Regions from separate parts of the Mus musculus genome. Here region 1 is linked to region 2. A link is a contact called in public promoter capture Hi-C data. All regions are on one chromosome and are shown on one strand. The core of a region is the stretch at or near the end of the contact, and the rest is flanking DNA. Distances in the headings are between cores, read along the strand shown.

Evidence for each region. Promoter capture Hi-C pulls out the DNA fragments that hold promoters and counts their contacts.
Region 1: a contact with region 2 is called in a promoter capture Hi-C map of liver, with 7 times the contacts expected there. The contact joins the promoter of 2900092D14Rik here to the enhancer-like site in region 2. A contact is called at or near these places in 10 of 39 promoter capture datasets (the 3T3-L1 cell line, the C10 cell line, the HPC-7 cell line and 5 more), 1 of 484 Hi-C or Micro-C datasets (cerebellar granule neurons), 7 of 115 datasets of contacts at active chromatin or transcription factors (astrocytes, differentiating embryonic stem cells, embryonic forebrain and 4 more) and 1 of 9 other capture datasets (embryonic tail).

The regions. Positions count from the first base shown.
Region 1 is chr1:42,698,738-42,704,266 of GRCm38.p6, reverse strand. 2900092D14Rik (RIKEN cDNA 2900092D14 gene) reads right to left here and starts at 3,931. Exons shown (of 1, transcript NR_027891.1): 1 at 1,091-3,931. Pou3f3 (POU domain, class 3, transcription factor 3) reads right to left here. Exons shown (of 1, transcript NM_008900.3): 1 at 4,057-5,529. The region is part of intron 1 of Gm46091 (predicted gene, 46091); the gene reads right to left.
Region 2 is chr1:41,556,439-41,561,638 of GRCm38.p6, reverse strand. No RefSeq gene overlaps it. Among named protein-coding and RNA genes, the nearest start is that of Gm35935, 14 kb to the left of the region's middle. Within about 2 kb of position 2,183, at least 5 of the 459 cell types and tissues checked have an H3K27ac peak or open chromatin away from gene starts, as enhancers often do. A contact at or near this core is called in liver, where this site is marked.

The DNA of each region.
Region 1 (5,529 bases), core at 2,682-5,181, 1.1 Mb before region 2:
GACCAAGTCGGTTTCCCTAGGGCTTCCCAGTCCAGACTAGACTATGATTTTCCCCATCTCTTACCCTCACGTGAGTACACACACCACACACACACACACACACACACACACACACACACACACACACACACCACAGAGACGGCCAGGAGAGAATGCCTGTTGCCCTCTTCCCAGACCCCTCTGAGGTCACTTCCAGAGCCCACTCTTCCTCGAGGAAAAGCGGGCTCATCAAGAACACAGCCCACAGCCCACCAGAAGGCCAGGCCGCCGCCGCTGGCCGGCAGTGACATCATAGGCTCCTGCTCGCCAAGCTCGCGCCCACATTTTAGGATACAGGAACAAACACGGATGTGAAATCAAGAATGAAAGAGAGAGTAATCTAATTAATAGGCCATGAGCCAGGCTAACAAAATCAAAGAATCTGATTACACAAGTACCCCTCTTGCTATCTCCGCCTCCCCCACCCCCGCTCTTCCAGACTCCTAGCTAATTCCTTTCCTAGGCTGGAAAGTTCAGGAGGTAAACACAGGGCCCTCTGATTTCCTTATTGAAATCAAGATCAAGCCTATCCTGGGGCTCCCGCAGCTAGGAGGTCACATGGGTGACCTTCAGGCCCTGGGACTAGGAGCCCCGAGGAATTGAAATGGCCATCCTAGCAAAGGGGAGCTTACTGGTCCAGGGAAGCAGGGGCCCTCAGCTCTCTCATGCACCACTGCTAACAATAACACCTGCACTGATTACTTCTGTCCTCTGCGGCGGGACCTGGAGAAGGGGAGCTTTCAGTCTCAGCCGTTTTAAAAGGGTCTAAACATTTTTGCTGTCACTGTTACACCTAGCACTACTTTTTTTCACTGTATCACCTGAAAGATGTCACTGAAAGACTCAAACTCTCAGGGGCCCTTCCCTTCTTCCCCAGCACAGAAACGCACGCACAGCCAGGTATGGGTTGTTTTGCACTGAAGCATCTGCTCTAAGAGAGCCGACCCCGTGCATTTCCGGAAAGAACAAGGTTCTTTAACATCTTTCCATCTTAACGGTGAGAAAAAGCAGGCCCGCATGCTAAATAACGAGTTTCAAGCCTGTACCTAGTGCCGGGTACCTGTTGCATTTATTTTACAGTTGATTAATTACCCTGGAACTTGGGCAAACTAAACTCCCTGTGGAGAGAATATTTCTTCCTTCAATTTAGTTCCATAAGTTACAAGTTATTGTAGGCTCTTACTCTATTTACATACAAATTGGTGCATATGTGCCCATCTCTTTAAATGCATTTTGTATAGATATATAAAAGTGTCATTTTTGATTTAGCTTGAAGAGGTTGATCATTTATTATAAAAATAAACGAATAAATACAACAATATATTGTTGCTTCCAACAGGATAAATACTTTACAAATATATAATTTAAAAAACAAATTTAATTGTTAAAATTATTTAAAATATTACACTTATTGATAAAACTATGAATAGTATATACTGCATTTGATATAAGAACCAATTATTCTCTGAATGTTGAAAACCATTCATACAAAACCAGATCATGAGTATGGTAATGAGCAAACACTGGAGGCCAGGAAGAAGCAGAGGGAGTCTCTAAGATCAATGAGAGAGAGAGAGAGAGAGAGAGAGAGAGAGAGAGAGACAGAGAGAGAGAGAGAGAGAGAGAGAGAGGAGGAATAACCCTTAGCTAATACTAAGAAGGGAAAACGCAGAGCAACAACAGCAAAGTGACTAATATTTTAAATACACCTTGAATTATTTATTGTACAGACTTGTCAGGGGAAGGTGATTGGGTAGATGGGGTGATCAAAGCTTGGATAGTGGCTCGGGAGCCACACTCTACTGTAAACTATAACTGGGCCTAGTTTGAAAGTAGCCAAGCTGATGGACCAGAACTTTGTCACTTTCCTTTGGGTTGGAAGGGGAAGAGTAGGCAGTCTGAAATGGAGGAAACAAATGGGCAGTTTACGAAGCACAAGACATTTGTGCTGCATAAGAACACAATGACCAAATTCTTTTTTTTTTAAAGACCTGGTGATATACAACAATATGTTCATTATTTACATGTGTAACAATATGAGCCTTAGCACAAAAACTCTCATATCTTCTCTGCTGTGTTTCAACCATCAATTTCATTTTGTAAATACATTCAAAGGATTGACTTTAAAACAAAAAGTGCAAGCGTCAGCTTACTTTACACAACACACAATGACAAGCAAAACTGCTTGGTTTGCCTATCTTCTTCAATCAAAAACGTACTCTGCTACCCATAGATCTGGGCTTCTTCCAAAGTAACCAGCAAATAGAAGACAGGGTAAAATCTAACATTAGCTCTTTTGTCATGAGCTAAATCAAGAAAGCAGATACCTCCTGGCATTTAAAATAGACCCATTCCTTTCCTAGTCAGGCACCACCATTCCAGCAGGAAAACAAAACAAAACATCAAACAAACAAACAACAAAACAAAACAAAACCTCGCCCTTAATCAAACAACAAAAATAAAACAAAAACAAAAACCCACCAAGATCCCTGTCACACACCAGTGATGTGTTCCATTTACAAACAGCCTGGCCCATTCCTCACTTTCAGGGAGGCCTTCTTGGCTTACCCTCAGAGCCTCTAAAACAACAACAACAACAACAACAACAACAACAACAAAACAAACAAATAAAAAGATGATGACTCTCACCCTACCCCAACTCCAGGCAGTGTGATAACAATAACAGGAGAAACAGAAAACAAAAGCAAAGAGAAAAATAAAATGTGGTTTCTTATCTGTACCTTCATGTCTTTCTGTTTAATAAATATGGCCTTTTCCAGATTTCATGAATCAGAATGCTGGTGATTTTTTTTTTTTTTACTACAATTTGGTATCTAAAATAATGCAACCCAAATACATGGTTGTCTGGCTGGGCTCAATTTGTGCTATTGGGTCTGTCTGTGAGAAACTATTTCTTGTCCTCATAGTTTCCCAGAATTTTTTAACCCTTGAATCTATATTGGGGGAGGGGAAGCCAGCAAAGATTAGGCAAAAGGTGAATGGTAGCTGAGATTGGGGGAAATGCCTGTGTAAAAATCATTGTTTTTCCACCTAAGTACTTAAAAAAAAAAAAAAAAAAACCACATACAATACAAGGACTCAACCAATCAGAGCCTTTCTCCTCTTTATCTCTCATACCCTGAGGTGTTGTATTTCCAGCTTGTAAATACTGATGCATCAACTTGATAAATGTGACCATCCTGCAGGGTCTTATCTAAAAAGTGACCAAAATAACTAAAGCCTAGGCATTGGTAAGGAAGATGAAGAGTTACTATGCCTCTGAAGGACCAAACCACAGAAATGGGCAGCCTGGAGTCTGCGCTAGGGACAATCTCAGCACAGAGCAAAGCAGGGCTCAGTACCATCATCTTTCATGAAAGAAATATAGGAAGAAAAGCAAATATAGGCTTAATAATGGAAATTTAATCACACATAGTTATCAATGGGGAGTAACTGATATCAAAATATTTCATGAATTTATAAGCTATCCTTCGCAACTATTGATCCACAAAGACAGAAAGAGAAAGAAAAGAAAGAAAGAAAGAAAGAAAGAAAGAAAGAAAGAGAGGAAAGAAGGAAGGAAAAGAAAGGAAGAAAGAAAAAAACAGGGATATATTGGAAGGCAAGGTGATCAAAAAGAGGCTGACCTAAGAGGAACTGTATTTACCATGACTGGCTGGTGGGCATATTTTCACTGGTGATGTAGCAAAACACAGGTACTTTCAAGAAAATGGCTAATATTTATAGATCACTCAGCAAAAACACTAGAGACACCCATTGAAACTGAGGGTAAGGAGAATATTGTGAAATTTATGGACCAACAAGGAGTGAATAACCACTATTGCTAAAGCAACTCCTTTTAGCAACCCTAGCCTGTTCTGGAGGTTTCAAACATACCTTTGCGTGGGGAAGCTCCGCTCTCTTAATGCTATGACTTAAGGGTCTGCATTAGTAAAAAAATATTTTCTAAAGGATTCTTTTCTTCCCACACAGTGTTTATGCATCAGACACAGACCATTTCATTCTAACAAATTTATTTTCTCAATCAGCTCTTACGGAATCACTACTCAAATTAAATTACAATCAAATGATCACATCAAAAGATACCCTTATTACCTAACAACTGTCCATATTTTCATTTCATTTTGATTTGTGCTCGTCTGAAAAAAACACGTAATACAAGATCTGGGGAAAAATAAATTACCGTTTTGCAGCAGTTCATAAGTATTTTGAATAAAATATTAAAAGAAGTCATTTAATGAAAATATAAAGCAAATATTTTTAGATCAACAACGGATCTAACGATTCTATATTGCCGTCATTTGAAAAGTCTGTTTATTAAAACCTACCAAAAACACTGCTTGGAAATGGCAGTATTACATAATCACATCCGCAGCACCCATTCAATCAAAGTTGGCAACGCATTGAGGGCAGAAGTCAAGGGAAGTGCGCGGTTGGTGCTGTCTTTCCACACCCTTTTATCGGAGTCAGTCCAGAAATAAAAAATAAAAAATGTTAATAAAAAAAATATTAGCGGCGGAATCTTTAGGCATGGTCCACCCCGAGCGGCAGTCAGCAAAGCCCGGGTTTGGTGGTGGAGGCCTGGCCCTTGTGGGCGGTCTCAGAGGCTGGGCCCGGGCCCCGCTTTTGTGCCCTCTCCGCTAGTGGATTGCGGCTGGACGTACCTACCCTTCAGCCTCACCCAGCCTTGGCTCTTTCGCGATGCTTTTATTTCCAAGTTTACTGCGGAGGATGCTTTCTTTTGGCTTTCTTGTTCAGTCTGTGAACTTCAGAAGCGGCGAATCTTCCCCCCCAGACTCTGTTTCTCCCTTCTTCCCATTTCTTAGTTGATTTATTTGTTCCCCAAAGACTTGAATATGGCCAAGAAAAACACTGTCCAAGAGCAGAGTCAGACCTGCAGGAAACCTGGTGCGTCTTTCTTTTCAGGTCGCTCCCCATAAAGAAAGTTTCCATGGATCTTTTAGGCAGCCCTTTTGGAAGAAGTGGAAGAAAGAGGGGGGGGGTGTCTCTCTCTTATCTCCGAGGCAGGTGTTCTCCACCGACGACGCCATGCAGGACATCTCGGTGTGGACAGTACCTCAAGTGTGCAGTTTAGGTGCGTTAGGCATCTTCACCCTTCTTTCAAAACAGAAGCAGAACACCACCACAGTATAAACGAGATGTCCCTGTTGCCCCTTTTCCTCTTCCGGTTTTGTTTGTTATATATGCATATAAAACAGTCTTGGTATTTATTATGCTTAAAAATTTTTTTGGTCCCTCCTTTCTTGGACTTCAGAAAGAGTCTCATCGGTCTCCAGCTGTCCTCCCCCCTCCTGGGGCCGTGGCACGCCTGTCTTTGGGCGGAGGGGAGGAGGCCTAGATGCCCTGGCACTGGCCAGGTGCTGGGTCTGCGCGGCGGCAGCGGCGGCGGCGGCGACGGTGACGGCGGCGGCGGCGGCAGCAGCAGCAGCGGTGGTTCTCGGCGGCGGC
Region 2 (5,200 bases), core at 934-3,433:
CAATGTTAAAAGAGCACAGTGCCAAAACTGTTGGCTTTGGTTTCAGAGAACCCAAAGCTCAGAAGTGAAACAGTAAAAATTATCTTATATTTCCTCTTATGGAGCATAGGCAAACACCCACTTAAAAATGATATGAAAAAGTAACTCATACAAGAAATGCAGCTTGTACATATAAGAAATTAATAGAGAATAAAAATATTTATACAACTATTATAACAATTTCAGAGGGAGGTAGTAAGGATTAATTGACATTCAATACAGATGAAGGTATATTCTGTCTCATATGCAGAGGAAATCTATCATTCCCATCAGATACTTAGAAATGCTAATATAAACACTTATGTGTGTAAAGGCTAATTATAACAACCTTCTAAAATAGTCTAACTTTCTTTTTTTGCTAAGATTAAGGAATGAGGCCTGCAGTTTGCCTAAGAGATGCAAAGAGCTGTTACCTGTCTTAAGGAAATTATTGATGATTCTTTTTTAAAACAGCTACTGAACACTGACTGATGATTAAACCTTTGGTCAATGGTAAGAAATCAGAGTTTGAATCAAGAAACTATTTTATATGTGTCTGGCAGGATGTGGTAAATTCTCTCCTGGCTGTGGCTATGGTGGATTTTAACCTCTTGTGGGTAGTTTTATGTTTTGCATATTGTCTTGATAATACGTTTTACAGCAAAACGTGTGTGAAGCAGCAACTTAAAGGTAGTGCAGGTATGGGGGGTGGTGATATTCTTCTCAGTCCTGTATGTCCCTGCTGCCTCACTGAAGAGCCTACCGTTGGGACATTGAGTGCTTTGATTACACACTGAATTTATATCCTTGAATATACTGGACAAAGGATCAGGATGATGATAAAAGTAGGGACATTGTATCTGATCTTCAAGGTCTTTTAATGATGGCACTAAAAACACTCTTCTTTGCTTACAAGAGTGTATAATTTTAAGATGAATTGATGAAGAAGTCGTCATTCAGACTGCCTATACCAGTGTTTGTTGAAAAAAAAAAAGTCACTACTAAAAGTTCTAGTATCTCCAGGTCCACTTCTGAAAGCCTCAATAGGTGTACTTAATACACATCAACTGCCTTCCTTCGCTGAGCGATTTTTTTTTTCAGCTCAAAGAAGGTAAAGGTAACATCATTTCAGATTCTGTGAGAGATCTTCTCTTTCTTTGTCATTCTAACCTGACCAATGGCAGATGGAGCTGAGCATGAAGCCACACAGCAGTGGCATTAGAGAGTGCAACAGAGCTTGCAGAACCAGTTAAAACCACACACTCTCCATAATGATATGCATGACCTCCAGATGCAGGAAGAGCTCTCACTAGCTGTGAAAGAAACCTAGCTGGCTGTAGGGATGGCTCCAGGGTGACCTGACTGGGCTGGGGTCATTAAAGGCCCCAGCTTCTTGTTCTGGAACAGACAGTGGCAGGCCAACAAAACTGTCACTATCTGTTCTGGTGACTATCCAAATGAAGCTTGGCCCAGCTTAGCAGCCTTCTGTTTATACTTCACGTGGCCGGTTTTTCTCCATGCTATCTGGAAGGTGCGCATCTTCAGCTGAAATAATTCACAGAGAGCCTGGGAGTAGCAGAGAGTTTGAAATGGGCAACAACAAAAATTAAAAATAAAAATAAATAAAAATAAATCTAAGGTTGAAGGAGAACATACACTCCTATTAAATAAAGTCTTGGCAACTACTGACTACCCCTTTATTTTAGAAAGTTCAGACCAATGAAGTTACAGCATGAGACTTAAGTTTCTGAAGTTGAACAATAAAAATATAGCTCAGAAATTTATTTTTCATAAATGTCTTTTCTTTACATATATATGTGTGTATATATATATATATTCAAATTATTTATTATTTTACTAATTATAATGTTGTATATGCATGTTTCACTATGGCTTTTTCCTTTCACTGACAAGTTAAATTTCCCTGCATGGCTTTTATGCTTCTGATTTACTTAGATATGACATAGCAGTGTTTAGATCCTATGGTCTTTTGTGCTCCGGAGGCATGGTTTGTGATGCTATTGATCAGTTTCAAGGGCAGGTTAGAAATGAAGCCAAGTCTCTGGAGAGGGGTTGCCATCACCTTGACCTTGGGTGAGCGTTAGACCACTGACCCTTGAACCCCAGGACCTAGCCACCAGATTCTGCTATCTTTGACTGCAGCCAAGCAAGTCAGCGGGAGCACGTGTCGATGTGGCTCTTGCCAAATCGGAATTGACTGACCAGTAGGACGCCTGCGAGCAGCGGGAAATGTGGGTTAAAGTATGTCAATAATGTTTCAGAAGAACGATTTCTCCCAAGAATTGTAGCCGTTGGAATGTTTTGACATTTATTCGGTAGAGAAATGTAGCATGTTTTGTGAAGCACTTCAAGAGGGCTGCTGCTAACTGCTGCGGGGTATTGATCGTCCTGTTAAATTGCACAGGCACACTTGGGAGAGCATTGAGATTCAGGCAACGGGACAGAAAGGATCTGCTGCACCCGATGGTCACTAATGGTAATTGGTTTCGATCCTTGCACTTGAAGAAACCATGATTTACTTGGCTCACTGATGAAATGTAGACACTAAATATTTTGAAAAGGAAAAAAAAAAAAAAAACCATACCATTTTTTAAACATTTACAAGCCAGGTCCTCCATACAGGAATGCCTTGTCTTTACAATAAATTCAGAGGTGTATATAAATACTCATCCAAGGGACCTACAATTCTGATTTTCTTCTTGCTGGTGTCTCTCTCTTTGTGTATCATTTGTCTACCAACTTGTTTCTCAAATTGTTCATAATTTAATTTGAGACAATTTACTTTTCTTGCGAGTTTTGGGTTTAAGGAGTATTTCATAATTATAAAAGAAATACCACATCAGGATGAAAAACAGGATCTGTTCATAAATGTATAAGAACAAATAAGAGAAATAACTTTATCTCTTTTCAGTTGTGTACTATTTTAAAGTAACCACTGTGCTATAAACTATTTAACATAGCTTAAAAATCCTCCCATATTGTACATCTATCAAGAATTCAGAATTTTAGTTGCTAGGTGAATAAATAATATTTTATATTGTTACTGTTAGATATTTTACTTATTTTGATGCTATATTTTGAATTCTACCTTATGAGTATATAAAAGCTAAAAGTATTAATATACATACCTATACATATAGGTAGAAATATATACTCTTATATAAATGTATACATATGTCACACTATATATGTGTGTTTATATGAGAGTTTATGTAATATATAGTATTATGTATATGTTACTGTATATAGTATATATATGGATTACTTTATATATTCTACATAGAATAGTAAGCGCATATTTCATGCAGGTGTCTAAATGTTCATGCTTTCTACCTGGATATATAGTGAATATAACACCTATTTATACATGTACCTCTCTGTCACTGTGTGTGTGTTTTCTGGTCCCAAGTAAAATGTTAATGGATTTTAAATGAATATAAAGGTGTACCCATAGATTGTGAGTGCCATCTTACTCTTTCACACTGTGCTCCCAAAGATGTGACTATTCTCATTTTCAAAAGAAATCATCAAAGCTTTATTCTCAAATTACTATACTAATTTATATAGTTTATATCAATGATTCTAAAACTGTATGAACAAAATTCTCAATTATTTTATATAATATATTTAATATTGCTTGAAGATTTGAATATTAGATAAACATCAAAATTAAGGAAGAAAATTAATAGAATTATAGCTCATAAACAGTATGATATATTAAACATGATACATATTATGTCATCCAATTAATGTATACTATACAGTCATAATCATATCCTCATAATCATAATAATTTAATAAAAACAGCTCTTATATAGATTAAGCTTAAATGTTGATTCAGGATGTAATTCTAATTCAAGATGAAAAATAGTCTTAGATCAGAGCATAGAAAAGAAGAAAAACTGTTCTTAGCTACTAAACTTGTAGAAGTTTTGCAAACCTCCATTAGTTAGGAAACCCCTTGACTGCCTCATGCAGCTGTTTTCCTGAGGCATACAAGAGTATTTCACTATTGTGCCAAACTGTAACACACACGTTGGAAGCCACAGGAGCTTCCAATCTTGAATGTAAATGGCCTTACTGTTTCTGTGGAATTTCACTTCCCAGTACTGGAGTGAGGGTTCATGAGAGGACAGACAGGTATTCCTTCGGGCAGCCCTCTGTCTTTGGTGTCAGCCAGCTGGTGGCAGTAAAATGGCCTTAAAGACTTCCACAAAGCACTGCAATCTAATTTTGAAGAGGAATCAGTGGCAAGAGAGATAAGGGGATTATCGTTTCTGCCCATCTCATGCTTGCATCTCATGGAACCTTGCCCATGGATGTGCTAATTAGAGCTAATTGCTCTGACAGACACTAGACTAGTAGAACCCTACAGAGATCACTGCACCTTTCAAATAGAAAAATATTTTCTTACTAATTCTACATGTGTAGATTTCACTTGTTTGTTTGAAGGGGAAGATTATTTTTGCCTGATCTTCACGATCTCTTATACATCTTTGCATTTTGAAAACATGCTTTTAAAAGAAAGGGTTTGGTGTGAGTGCGGAGCTGTAGAGATGTGTCAATGAACCTGTTACTTTTAGAGAGGACCTAGGTTCAATTCCGGCTGCCCACATGGTGGCTCACAACCGTCTGTAAGTCCATCTCCAGGGGATCTAACACACTATTCTGGCTTCCATAGGAAAGCACATGATACAGAGATACATACATATAGGCAAAGCATTAAAATAATAACATACAGACATTTTCAATAGTTTTTATGCCTCACACTCCCCTCCCGACAAGGGTAGTTTCCTAGCCCTCAAGTCCACAGGTACCTTTGGATTTTTGTATGCCTATGACTCTGTGTGTGTGTGTGTGTGTGTGTGTGTGTGTGTGTGTGTTGGTGTGTATTTCTGTGTAGATACTTAAGTTTTCTAGAGAATGGCTATTTTTTCATAACTCTCCAAGATATATTGCAATTTCTATAGGCACTTTTCCAATATAGTGCATTTATTGTCAGAAGGTGGAACTTACCAACCAGAGGGAATAAATCAATATGCCCTCTATAGCTCACGCTAATAAGATAAACACTGGTGAGCCAAATAGGTACAACATATACCTATTGGTTGGGTCTTCGCAAAGTTATTTTGTTTTATCCTGTCAAGTGTTCCTAAGGCCA